Linked DNA regions of Mus musculus: regions 1 and 3 are each linked to region 2. A link is a contact called in public HiChIP or PLAC-seq data. All regions are on one chromosome and are shown on one strand. The core of a region is the stretch at or near the end of the contact, and the rest is flanking DNA. Distances in the headings are between cores, read along the strand shown. Region 1 overlaps Npas3 (neuronal PAS domain protein 3). Region 2 overlaps Akap6 (A kinase (PRKA) anchor protein 6). Region 3 overlaps Npas3 (neuronal PAS domain protein 3).

The links. HiChIP or PLAC-seq counts read pairs in DNA pulled down with a chosen protein or histone mark.
Region 1: a contact with region 2 is called in an H3K27ac HiChIP or PLAC-seq map of stem cell-derived neural progenitor cells, with 14 times the contacts expected there. The contact joins two enhancer-like sites. A contact is called at or near these places in 16 of 484 Hi-C or Micro-C datasets (B cells, the MC3T3-E1 cell line, Th1 cells and 11 more), 4 of 115 datasets of contacts at active chromatin or transcription factors (embryonic stem cells, neural tube and stem cell-derived neural progenitor cells) and 1 of 9 other capture datasets (embryonic stem cells).
Region 3: an H3K27ac HiChIP or PLAC-seq map of stem cell-derived neural progenitor cells shows a contact between it and region 2, with 7 times the contacts expected there. The contact joins two enhancer-like sites. A contact is called at or near these places in 1 of 484 Hi-C or Micro-C datasets (cortical neurons), 2 of 115 datasets of contacts at active chromatin or transcription factors (embryonic stem cells and stem cell-derived neural progenitor cells) and 1 of 9 other capture datasets (embryonic stem cells).

The regions. Positions count from the first base shown.
Region 1 is chr12:54,051,560-54,055,307 of GRCm38.p6, forward strand. All of the region lies in intron 9 of Npas3 (neuronal PAS domain protein 3), which reads left to right. Among named protein-coding and RNA genes, the nearest start is that of Gm35818, 88 kb to the right of the region's middle. Within about 2 kb of position 1,537, at least 11 of the 459 cell types and tissues checked have an H3K27ac peak or open chromatin away from gene starts, as enhancers often do. A contact at or near this core is called in stem cell-derived neural progenitor cells, where this site is marked.
Region 2 is chr12:52,934,743-52,938,361 of GRCm38.p6, forward strand. It overlaps Akap6 (A kinase (PRKA) anchor protein 6), which reads left to right. Exons shown (of 14, transcript NM_198111.2): 6 at 2,393-2,489; 7 at 3,601-3,619. Among named protein-coding and RNA genes, the nearest start is that of Gm51971, 140 kb to the left of the region's middle. Within about 2 kb of position 1,914, at least 2 of the 459 cell types and tissues checked have an H3K27ac peak or open chromatin away from gene starts, as enhancers often do. A contact at or near this core is called in stem cell-derived neural progenitor cells, where this site is marked.
Region 3 is chr12:54,031,716-54,035,605 of GRCm38.p6, forward strand. The region is part of intron 7 of Npas3 (neuronal PAS domain protein 3); the gene reads left to right. Among named protein-coding and RNA genes, the nearest start is that of Gm35818, 110 kb to the right of the region's middle. Within about 2 kb of position 2,381, at least 36 of the 459 cell types and tissues checked have an H3K27ac peak or open chromatin away from gene starts, as enhancers often do. A contact at or near this core is called in stem cell-derived neural progenitor cells, where this site is marked.

The DNA of each region.
Region 1 (3,748 bases), core at 287-2,786, 1.1 Mb after region 2:
GCCTCAACTGTGCCTTCCTGGCAGGAGAAGGTCACAGTGACATAGACTCAGTTCAAGAATAAGATAGAATTCTAAAACAAAGGGGTGGTTAAAAAATAAACCACATTAACTATTTAGCTTTTCTTCCTAGAGCTATTGGCACAGTTCCTGGATCTGTCTGTGAAAGGTGGGTTTCAGACATCTGATCATACTTCAGATATTCTGATATCTGTCTTGTGCTCTGAGTCACAGATAAGACTTAAAGAAGAGGGGGCTCAGATGTCTTTGAGGACTAGAAATCCTGCCTTTATCATTGGCATCTCTTCTCAGCATAGGTGCCTGTAAATCCATAAATGAACGTGTCCCTAGAATCAGAAAAGTAAAGAGAGATCTTCCGCTGCACCAGGATCTCATGACTCTGAAAGGACACGGAGAACACAAGGCCACCTGCCTCCCACTGGGCCGGTTCAAGGTACCTGGTGTTAGCTAGATAGATCTCCACCTACAGTGTCACATTGTTAGCAAGGCTTGGTGACTTGCATCTGACATCCCTGTGGAGAGGCTGAGGCAGGAGGATTACCAGGAGTGCACGTTTAGTCTCCCTAGTGACCATGGCTTGAAAGTCAAGGGAGTTTCAAGTCTGTTTATTTCCCACTGTGACAAAAGACCTCTGTGACTTCTTTTCATTAAGCCCAGTTTCGTTGGTTCTTCAGGTCAAATTGGCTAAATCACCATTTCAGGGTTTGAATTTTAAACTGCATATGGCAGTGATTATTTGGGGACCTTTCTCTCTGCACTGCCCTCTCGTCTTCCATTGCTCAGGAGACCGTAACCTGGAGATGACCATTCATGTCCCCTAGATCACCTGTTCCAGCTACCTAAGAGCACCTGGGTCACCCTTGAATTATACGATGTTTCAGCACACAGCACTCTGTCTGCCTATAACCTAAAGCATGGACGGCTAAGCCACATGCAGGCATATGCTTGGCATTTGTCTTTATTGCTACTGATGAAGCCTTCGCCTAGAGTCTGAGCTGTTTTCTTGATCCAGCCCCTAGGGTTCTTCCTAGGTCAGATCAACAACTCTCTAAAACCTTACGGAGAGACAAGAGACTTGTCTTTCTTTCACCTGGTGACATCGTGTTCCACCGGCAACACTCAATGACTCTGCAGTGGGATTCAAAGAAAGAAAGCGTGAGCTACAGACAGTGGCTGCTTCCCCTCCAGGATGACAAAACCTCCAAATGCCTTTCCAGAGAAACAAAAGGCCTGCCCTGTTGCCTACAGGACCAAGTGGAAATAAAACGGGTGGCTGACCCACTATACTTAAGGGCGAGTGTTCAAGCAACACACGGTAGCCATACTGCTTGCTTCTTAATACATTTTTTAGCAACGTGACTATACAGCTACCTGGCATAATGCATTCCATGCTGTTTTGCATCAATAACCCCTACACTTCCCTCCTGAAGGCGTCTCATCGCCAAATGCAAGCAGACTGCTTAATGCAGGACTAATTAGTATATCCCCTTCCAGTCTGCAGGCCCTCCATTGTAATTCCTTCCCAGCTCATTTTTTTCTACAACTGAACATCAATCAAAGTAAGTGCCCTGCCTGCCTAGGCAACACAAGATGTCCTCCATGCATTTGTCATCTGCCACACAAACAAAGGGGGAATTTAATTGTTGATTTGGGTATGCAGCCATAGCTCACAGGAAAGGGAGAGGCAAGTGAGGGAAGACAGGAAGGAATAAAGTTTGATGGGTGGGCCAACGACAGATTGCACTAGGGGATCTCCACTGTTCACTCATCTCAGTGCTTCCTCTGGGTTGGGTCTTCAGGGATTTTGCTACAACCTGGCCATTGCCTGGACTTTTTCCCAAAGTGAGTGATTTTTTTTTCTCTTCTCCCTTATGAATATGAAAATTCCCATGGAAGAAAACACAGTGAATAGCTACCACAGCTGCCTTTCTCCCGAAAGCCAAGTGGATCTACATTGTCTGTTCCTTAGCCGCAGACACTGCCACAGGCCGGCAAGAAAGCACCGGGTTTCTAGGCAGGAATGAATTAGGGTTAGTAGTTTGTATCTTTCTTCTTGAGGCAAGTGTTGATTTTGGGCTTTTCAAGTCCATGGCAGGCAAGTACATAGAGCAAAGCCAGCAAGTGGGACTGCTCACCAGTCGAGTGCTTGTCTCGGGTGTCAGCCTGTTCATGAGCAGTGTGGACATGTGCAAAGAGCTTGCACACATGTACTGCTTCAGGCCCATGCCAAATATACTGAATCAGAGCCCAGGGTTTGTAAGTCCACGATCGCTTGCCAACTCCCTTCAGTGTGAAGACTGAGCAATGCTGACCAGGCTGGCATTTAGGAGTCAACACAAACCAACTAATCAGCTCAAGTTCCTTTTCCTCTAGAGTTGGAGTGATTTCGTTGATGATAGTGGCACGTAAGCACACTGATTGAAGGTATCTCAATCAATGTTCAAATGAAACGAGTGTATAATTATCTGATAAACTTGACTTTTTAAAAATGATATAAACTAGAACCGGAGAGATGGCTCGGTGGAAATAAATAAATAAATAAATAAATAAATAAATTTGCTCCTTTTGCAGAGGACCTGGGATTAGTTCCCAGCACCCAGGGTGGCTAAAACCTATCTGCAACTCCAGTTTCAGGGACCTGTGCAGGCAGCCCGTGTCCATGGTATACTCGCATGCACACACACTATATTAAAAGTAACGATGTCTAGCTTAGGAAGGAAAAGGAAATCTTTGATGTTTCTCCCCAGGGTAATATTTTCCTATGAATACTTTATTACATGTGTGAATAAGAGTAGGGATATTTTCCCTGTTCTCCTTCATGTAACATTTCTGACTACTTTTACCATATACGACACCTTGTGGTATTACTAGGAGATTTAAAAATAAGGCATCCAAGCTTACATACTGGTGGGGAAGATAGCGTGAGACAGCCAACTCTGAATATATAACATACAATGAAGACTATTAAGATGTATGAATGAAATACAGAGATCCCAGAAGCGGGGACATCCAAAGGGAAGCTGGAAAAGAAGCCCCAGAGGCCGCAGACAAGGCACACTTCCTAGCCCTAGAAAGAGGATAGATGGTAAGAAGCCAAGATGGCAGGAGATACAGGGAGTATCAAGGGCATTCCAGGAGTAGAGAAGTGTGGAGAAGCATGGAATACAAAATCGCTTTCCCCAGAGAGCAAGCTACAACTTTGATTTGACTGATAAATTCAACTCTCCAGTGGACTGTCGTCCCTGGTTGCCAGTTCAGGTAGTAGCTACTTTTGTTATGTGTTTTTTAATACAACATCAAAAATAGTCCTTTTAAAAACAGCTCTTATAAAACATGATCCAAAAAAATAAAATCAATACTTCTAAATCATCTATTCCACCTAAGTCAACTAAACTAAATAGAATCAACCCCATCACTTTTCTATTATGCCATCTGTTCTTGATCTTTTGTGACTTATCTTTATAGTTTCCCTTTAAAAATTCAGTCTGCATATTAGAAAAGGTCCTTTAAGATGTTTCTAGGTTCAGCTGAGTAGCATAGAATTTACTTCATGGGTGTGGTTAGTATACAAGAGTTTGCCTGCAATTGTGAGGTTGACTAACCGTTCCCAGTCAATGCCCATATCCTGTCTGGCTTCACGGAGTTTTGTGTGGGGCATATCAACTAAACCATACCTTGTTACATGTGGGTCCACTGAGGAGAGACACGTCCATTTCATCCCTTCTACCTC
Region 2 (3,619 bases), core at 664-3,163:
CAGAGGCCCCTGTGCCTCTTTGAAAACTGGTGATCAGCAGACATTCAGTACAGGGAAATCGTGAGCAAAAGACACCACCAGGCTGAATTTATAGTGATGTAGAAATGTTTATACAACAGGTTTCTCCCTAAAGTTTGGCGAATTCATCTTAGATGTTTCTCTTCTTTCTGCTTCCATTTCTGAAACCTGCGTAACCTAGTCTAAATGGCATTGCTTCAGTACAGAGGCAACCCACAGCAGGGACCGAAAGCAAAGGATGTAGTAAACAATTAGATATCCATAGGTGCTGCCTTAATTGGACTGATCAGAAGTATTGAGGGATCTGACGTGATGGCTCAGAAGTTAGGAGCATTTACTGTTCTTGCAGAGGACTCGGGTTCTGTTCCCAGCATTCACACAGTGACTCACAGCCATCCACACTTTCATTTCCAGGGGACCTAACTCCCTCTTCTGGCCTCCACAGGTACTGCATGCACACAGTGAACATATATGCAAGCAGGTAAAAATACCCATACAGATTTTTAAATAATCATGTTTAAAAGGAAGGATCAAGATTTCTGAGCATCACATAGTTTTTTGTTTTTGTTTTTGTTTTTTGTTTTTGATTTGACTGAATACTTGTAGCAGACGGAACAATGTAAGAAATGCTGAATAGCACACAGGGAGACAAATATTTTCTCTTTCTGGAATATTGAGCTGAAATGTTACCGTATCTACTGAGAAGGATGGATGACACAACTCATCATTTTGAATTGCGTCAGTTCAAATCCTTATCTCTATGTTACATTGCTATCTCTCTTAGTTTCATACTATCTCTCTCTTCAGTCTATCTCTGTTTATGGTACTTTAAAAAGTCCCCTTTCTCCTGGAAGAAAAGAACAAAGCAGACTCACCCCTGGGCATCCACAACCCAGACTGCATTCCCCAGGTTCAGTTATCCACTAACACCAGAGCCCATGGGCTTTGGTCCTCAAGCCTCCATTGCCTGGCTTGATGTCATAGACCACAGACAGTATGAGAGTCATGGAAGGAAGACCCGATCTTACAATGTATGATTACCCAACTTCTTTAATTAAAATGAAACACAGTGTGGAGTCACCTGATCCTGTTTCCTGATGCTTAATACCAAACACAGGACAGAGTATTCATGTATTGTCCCACGACGTTTAACAGAAGAAAACACGTTGCATATTTTGGAACCTTATCACGAGAAGCCAATATTTAGCACACTGTATTTCCAATTAGTGAAGTGAGGAATGAATTCTTGCCCCAAAGACTAATGAATGATTTGGTTGCTGGTGGGTAATGTGATTTTTCCTTCTCTGGACTCCTGTGGTTGGAATGCCTTTAAACATTTCAGAGCTGGAAAAGGTTTTTGGAAAACATTTGAATTTCTTAAAATATCTAGACTTCCCAGTAGAGAGCATCACTGAACACACTCAGCAAATGTTGACTGTGACCACAAACTAGTGAACCCTAGCACGTGATATATCTGGAAAGTAGCAATCATTAACCTGCTTATAATTTGCAAGCTAAAGATGGAGATATAGCAGCAGATGCCTGATAAATTCAATAGTAGTAGCACATGTAAGGAGGAGGAGGAGGAGGAAGAGGAGAGGAATGGCCACCACCAAGTGTATCTGGGGAGGCTTCCTGGAAGCAGTGACTAAATTTGATATGAACCTTGAAAGAAGTCAGTGACTGTCATGAGGGTAAATCTCTTGCTGTACTTGGTGTGTTTATTTGTAAGACAACATCACACCATAAGAAATAAGCTTTTAAAGAGCAAAAAAGTCTGGAAAGAGTTGGAATCTAGACTGTAGCAGCCAGCTGCCCTTCTCTGTACCATGGCTCCTGCAGAGTCAAGGAACAGAGAGGAATCAAACGACCCTGCATTTGTGGATGCATCTAGGCGACATAAGGCTACTGCGTTTCTTGGCTGCCAACTTCTGTGGCTTTGTAAAGACTTGCATTACTAATGATCCTTAGACACGAAGGAAAGCGCACGTGTGCGGTGGGAATTCGCCGTATTTTACTGAACACTGCCACTCTCCACATAGCCTATGGGATGTGACTTTTCATAAAATCGTAATGAATGTCTGCATTTGTCGAGCAGTTTCCAAACAGATGCACTCTGCTAGTCTAACAGAAACATTTAAAGCCCAGACCCCAAATATCAATAGCTTTTAGTATTGCAAATTAGTCTGTCTATTGGGTAAATAGGGCCATGTGGTTCTTGATAAAAAGTAGCAAACAATTCTGCACGCGTGCTTTGTGTGTGACCATAAGCAATTCTGCGTGCGTGTTTCGTGTGTAACCGTAAGCAATTCTGCGTGCGTGTTTCGTGTGTAACCACCTTCTCGGAGCCTGAGGGTCCTGTGCTTCTTTTCAGAGCTTTAAGTTGAACGTAGACAGTCACTGTGCCCTCAAGGAAGCCGTGGAGGAAGAAGGACACCAACTTCTTGAGCTCATTGCGTCTCACAAAGCAGGTAAATCCCCCTGAAATATTGCGGGTCTTTATGTCTCCAGACTATTAAGAATGAGGAAGCATTGCCGTAAATTACTGCATATATTCACTTCCTTATGTATTATTAATATTTACATTATCAGATTGACCTTCAAGATTTATAAATGTTTCATATACTGCATACAATGCTGTGGTACTTATAAGATGAAATACTGCCTCCAAACGGTCTGTTCATTTTATTTGGGGCTTGCCATCCGCCCGAGTTCCAATTGAAATCACACTCCTGAAAACTTCACGTTGACATGCTTTTTGATGTAGGAGCTCTGGAAGTAACATTAAGATAATGAATGAGAGCTGTTCTTATAGACACAATGCATACCCACTAGGGTGAACATAGACATCATTATGGGTTGAAGGCAGGCTGCCCATACACATCTGATTATTTCCCTGCCGGTTCACACATGTGGACGTTTGGCATATTCTCTGTAGGTCTTTGCATTAGCAGAAGCTTAGGCCTTCAACCGGTTCTTAGACCAATGTTGATGAATTCATGAAAAAAAATGCATTATGAACAAAAAGAAGTTTTCTTGTATGGTTCCACTTATCCTGATAGTCAAAGACCACAAAACAGGGTGAGTTGAAGCTCCCCCACTCCCCTGCACTTACTATACAAACGGGAAAAGAACCGCATTAAGCAGATATGTTAATGCCAAATAGCAGTCTCTTGATTCTGGCCTATTTACTGTATTTCCAGTTGAATTACCTGTCTGTTTTCAGATATCTTTCTTTCTGATCATTAGGAAGTCTCCATGCAGATAAACCCAGGGCCTTTATACTGGAGGTGTGAAGCTATAGCCTTAATGACATTTACACACCACGATCCTTCCACTTTTATTGTTCACACCAAACCACCAAGTCTGCGTCAGTTTCTGCACATGCCTGCCCTGTTTCTGCATTGTTATGTCTTAGCATTGCCAGTCTCAGCTCTGGGTGGCAAGTGCCAGGCAATGGGAAGGTCGTTTAGAAGCATGTGTACGGCTTGAAATAGCCACCCAGCTTTCTATGTCACAACCCGTAGCGGGGTAAAGATGCAGCCGGGCCCACAACTTGTGCTTTCCTCTCCTTTGGAGAAGGACTGAAGGACATGCTGAA
Region 3 (3,890 bases), core at 1,131-3,630, 1.1 Mb after region 2:
GGAGCCATCTCTTCAGTTTCAGGGGCAGAGAGAGTACTGGTCACAATCAGGGATAAATTTGAAAAGTGGGTGGAGAAAGAAGCAGAAAATCTCCAAATCCTTGAATCTTTACCATAAAATAGCAAAGTAGACCATGCCTTGAGGAAGGAATTTTTTTTAAAAAGTTTTCATTTTATATATGATTCAATAGGGAAATCTAACTTCCCCCCCACATCCTCAGTATGCTTGAACCTATAAATTCTTCCCCCTTCATTCCACACAGGAGAGAGATATAACAGGATCCCCCATCCCTGCACTTGGGTTACATAGATTCACGCTGACTCTTTACATAGTGGAAAGCCAGGCCACAGGAAAATGCAGGCTGTTCCTTTGATGATGCGCTATAGAAGTTCTGTCCCAGAGGTCAAATTCTCCAAGTTCAAGCTCTCCTCTCTTAAATAGGTCCCAACCTGATTTCTTTGGCTGCAATGATGTCTGGTTAAGAAACCAAAGAAGGCATGATCATTGTGGTATTATATATCAAAAAAACTCCTGGGAACAACCCATCCCCCCTATTGATAATTCTAATTTCTTATGTATACTCTATTCACTCAGAGGACAATGCATTGTGTGCTAAATAATGAGCAGTAAGAACTGTTCCCTCTGTGTGTAGGGTTGGGTTACATAGAGATGCTTTCCATTCTCCGTTTGTTCCCATACTTGAGTTCCTGGTGTCAGTTTGTATTTGGCATCATGAACATATTAAGGTTTCCCTAGTGCGTATGATGTTATTGCCAAGAGCACACTTGCAGCAGTCTGCACTAGTCTTTGTGCCAATTACTTCAAAAAGTATTCCTGAAAATAAAAAAGGAGATGGGACTTTGTTGTTGTTGTTGTTATAGAGTGTGGTTTCGATTTTAATTTTTAGAATCGATCTTTCCCAAAAACGATGTCTCCTTTCAGCTCTGGGCTGTGCATCTCTGTGCCCCAAGCCTTGTTTTAAGCCTTGCTATAAAATGGAAATCCTGATAAAGACATAGAAATAGCAACGGAAATCAGCAAGACGGGGGAAAGTGCTGTCGCTGCTGACACTCCACCCTCATCTATTTAAACAGCTTCGGAAAAGAAACTGCTAGAAGCTGGTTAAGGAGTTTCCAAATGTGTGACTGTAAATGACTATCTCTAATCATGGCTGAATAAACCAAACGCAGCAAATGAGCTGGCGGCTCACACAGAAGGCCCGAGACTGTTGGAATTGCATCTGCTGAATGGATAATGACCCATGTCAGTGCATGGGTCTTTGGAAAGTTAAAGTCCTAAGTTTGATCAATTCGTTTATATATGTACACAGACAGAGAGGCTGACAGACATGTGTGTACATGTACACACACACACACGTATATATTTAGGAAAAGAATAGAGGAAAATGTCCTCTGACATTTCATCCTGAATTGGTAGGGAAAGCACTGGGCAAGTAATTACTGGGTTTGATCATTAAGGAGTGTTATATCTAAATTCGTGGAATACTGGAGTTTAAAACTGACCTACCTGTTTGCTTTAAACAACTTTAACTATCAAGCATAAACATTATTACTTATGTTTTTCCTTTAAGAGGAAAATTTAAAAACTCCTCCTCCTGAGGAGACTGCCCTCCACTGATGGTCAGCTTGGCTGTCAAGTCCATGTGGCTAACTCTTTTTAATTCTCTAACTTCTATAACTGAGGGAGAGAAGAGCTGGCGACACTCGGTATCTAAATCATCTCTTAACGTTTTCCTTTCTGGTCAAAACACACGCGTTATCATCCCATAGTTCTGTATGATGAAGGAGGGGCAGGACACGTGCCCTTTTGTGAGGCCACCTTCATGTTTCCTCTTGGCTGGGACTGCTGTCTTCATGCAGGGAGCACCTCTCGGCTGGCTTTGAACATTCATTGGCTTTGTTATAGTTTAGAACATCAATATAAAATTCTGCTAGCAAACTTGAGACAAAAATAAGAGATGCAGAATATGACTGGTTGTTGAACTCAGGAAATGTATGCCGAATGTAGCAAGGAGTTAATCGAGGGCCAGGAACATACCCTTGCCTTTGTTTCTAGCCAAACATAGAATTTATTAGATCTTTCCCAGTAAGCTATGAGCCTATGGGTTCCAAAGACAGTGTATCACATATCATAGCATCTCTCTCTGAGAAGTAGAGCAGGAGGAGGAAATAGGAAGCCAGTTTTCATCCCTTGCCTGGCATGAGACTTGTTCCAAATCTTCTTTGTTTCCCAACATGGTTGGAAGATACAATCGAAGCCTGTTATATTGAGAAGAACTGCCTCTCTGCCCTGTCAGTGGCGCTAAGCCACCAGGGGTTCTGGGGGGCCAGGAAGGGTGATGCCCATCCTCCACACCAACTGACAGGGGATGCGAAACTTGCCCTCTCCTACAGCACAATGGTGCTCTGTCCTTCTCTAGGAGACTTTAATATAGTAACTGAATCAGGTGAAATTTGATCAGATGTGTACAGCTCCGTCTTCTCACTTTGCCACATAACAATTTATAGAGGTGTTTCTACCATGGTCCTGTTTTATTAAATGATATTTGAAGTGTTCCACTCTCAGAGAAAATGTGGTTTATATCCTTGGCATACATTTACATAATCTCGTTAAGGAGATCTGGCAGCTTAGTTAAACTATCCCAATAAAAAATATATATATCTTATCTTTGGTAGAAGAAAGGCTGTTTTCTCCAGAGGGAACAAGAGGCAGATATGGGATCTGGGCCCATTTTGAGACCTTTGGCTCTAGTTATAGTTCTGTTTTCCATGTTATGTATTTGAACTTTGTTAAAAGAGATAGATGAGGAGTAACTTATGTTTGGAGGACCCAGTCATGTAAGGAGAGGATGCTCTATCTAATGTATATTAAATGTGGATTTTAAAAGGGAATTTTTACTTGTTGCCTTAGAAAATATTTCTATTAAAAAAAAAATAAAACAAGGGTGATGAATTACCAGCAATCTCTCAGCTCCCCCGCTGGAGCCATCAAATTAAGGGTTAACCTCCCAGGATCCCCTGAATTAATCAGGAGCTGAGCCAGCGGCAGGATGGGGAGGGGGAGGGGATTGGCAGAGCTCAGCCTCCCCCAGGAGGCTCCCAGCACAACAGAGCAGCCCACTGTGGTATAGCCACTGAGAAGGCAGACCCTTTCACAAAGAAAAAAGCAAGCACCGGAAGCCTGTCTCTAGCCCCCTCACACACACACTCCCCCCCACACACACCCCACCCCACATCCCACCCCTGCACCAGCTCAGGCCTCCTGCCTATCAGGTGCCAATCCTCCGTTGTCTGGGAACCAAAAAGCACTAGGTCTGACTATTTTTCAGTACAGAGTTCATTGTAAATACATGCTTTTCTTTTTTGGAAGTCAGGCTATGCGTGCCCCTGGGTGGCCTTTTTAGGCTCCATGGGCTCATCCAGCTCTCTGTGGAGAGAAGCCTTAGCTGGGTGGACAGTAAGGCCTGCCAACCTCTGCCATACCAAGCAGCAGGGAGAGCCAGTGCCCCGGACCTCCTGAGAGACAAAGAATCTAAAGTGGTAGAGATGGGGCCTGGGAATCCGCCTTCCTTACAAGCTTTCTTTTCTCGTGGCACATACAATTTTAAGAACCACTCATTCCAGAAGCTGTTTGGGCTGGTTGGTTTAAACAAAACCCCTGCTATCGCCATCAGTTACTTCATGGTTTCTAAAGAGCTCACTCTATGAGCTCTCCCTCTGCAACCTGGCCTTTGAATCACATTGGGTATCTGTGAGAAAGAGTACCGATGCCCATGCTCACACACATCTCTGTCCCAGTGGGTTACCCTTCAGGACCCGAGCACCTCTGGTGAGAACTGAAAGACTCCCTCTTCCTTCCCTTCGTGCTGC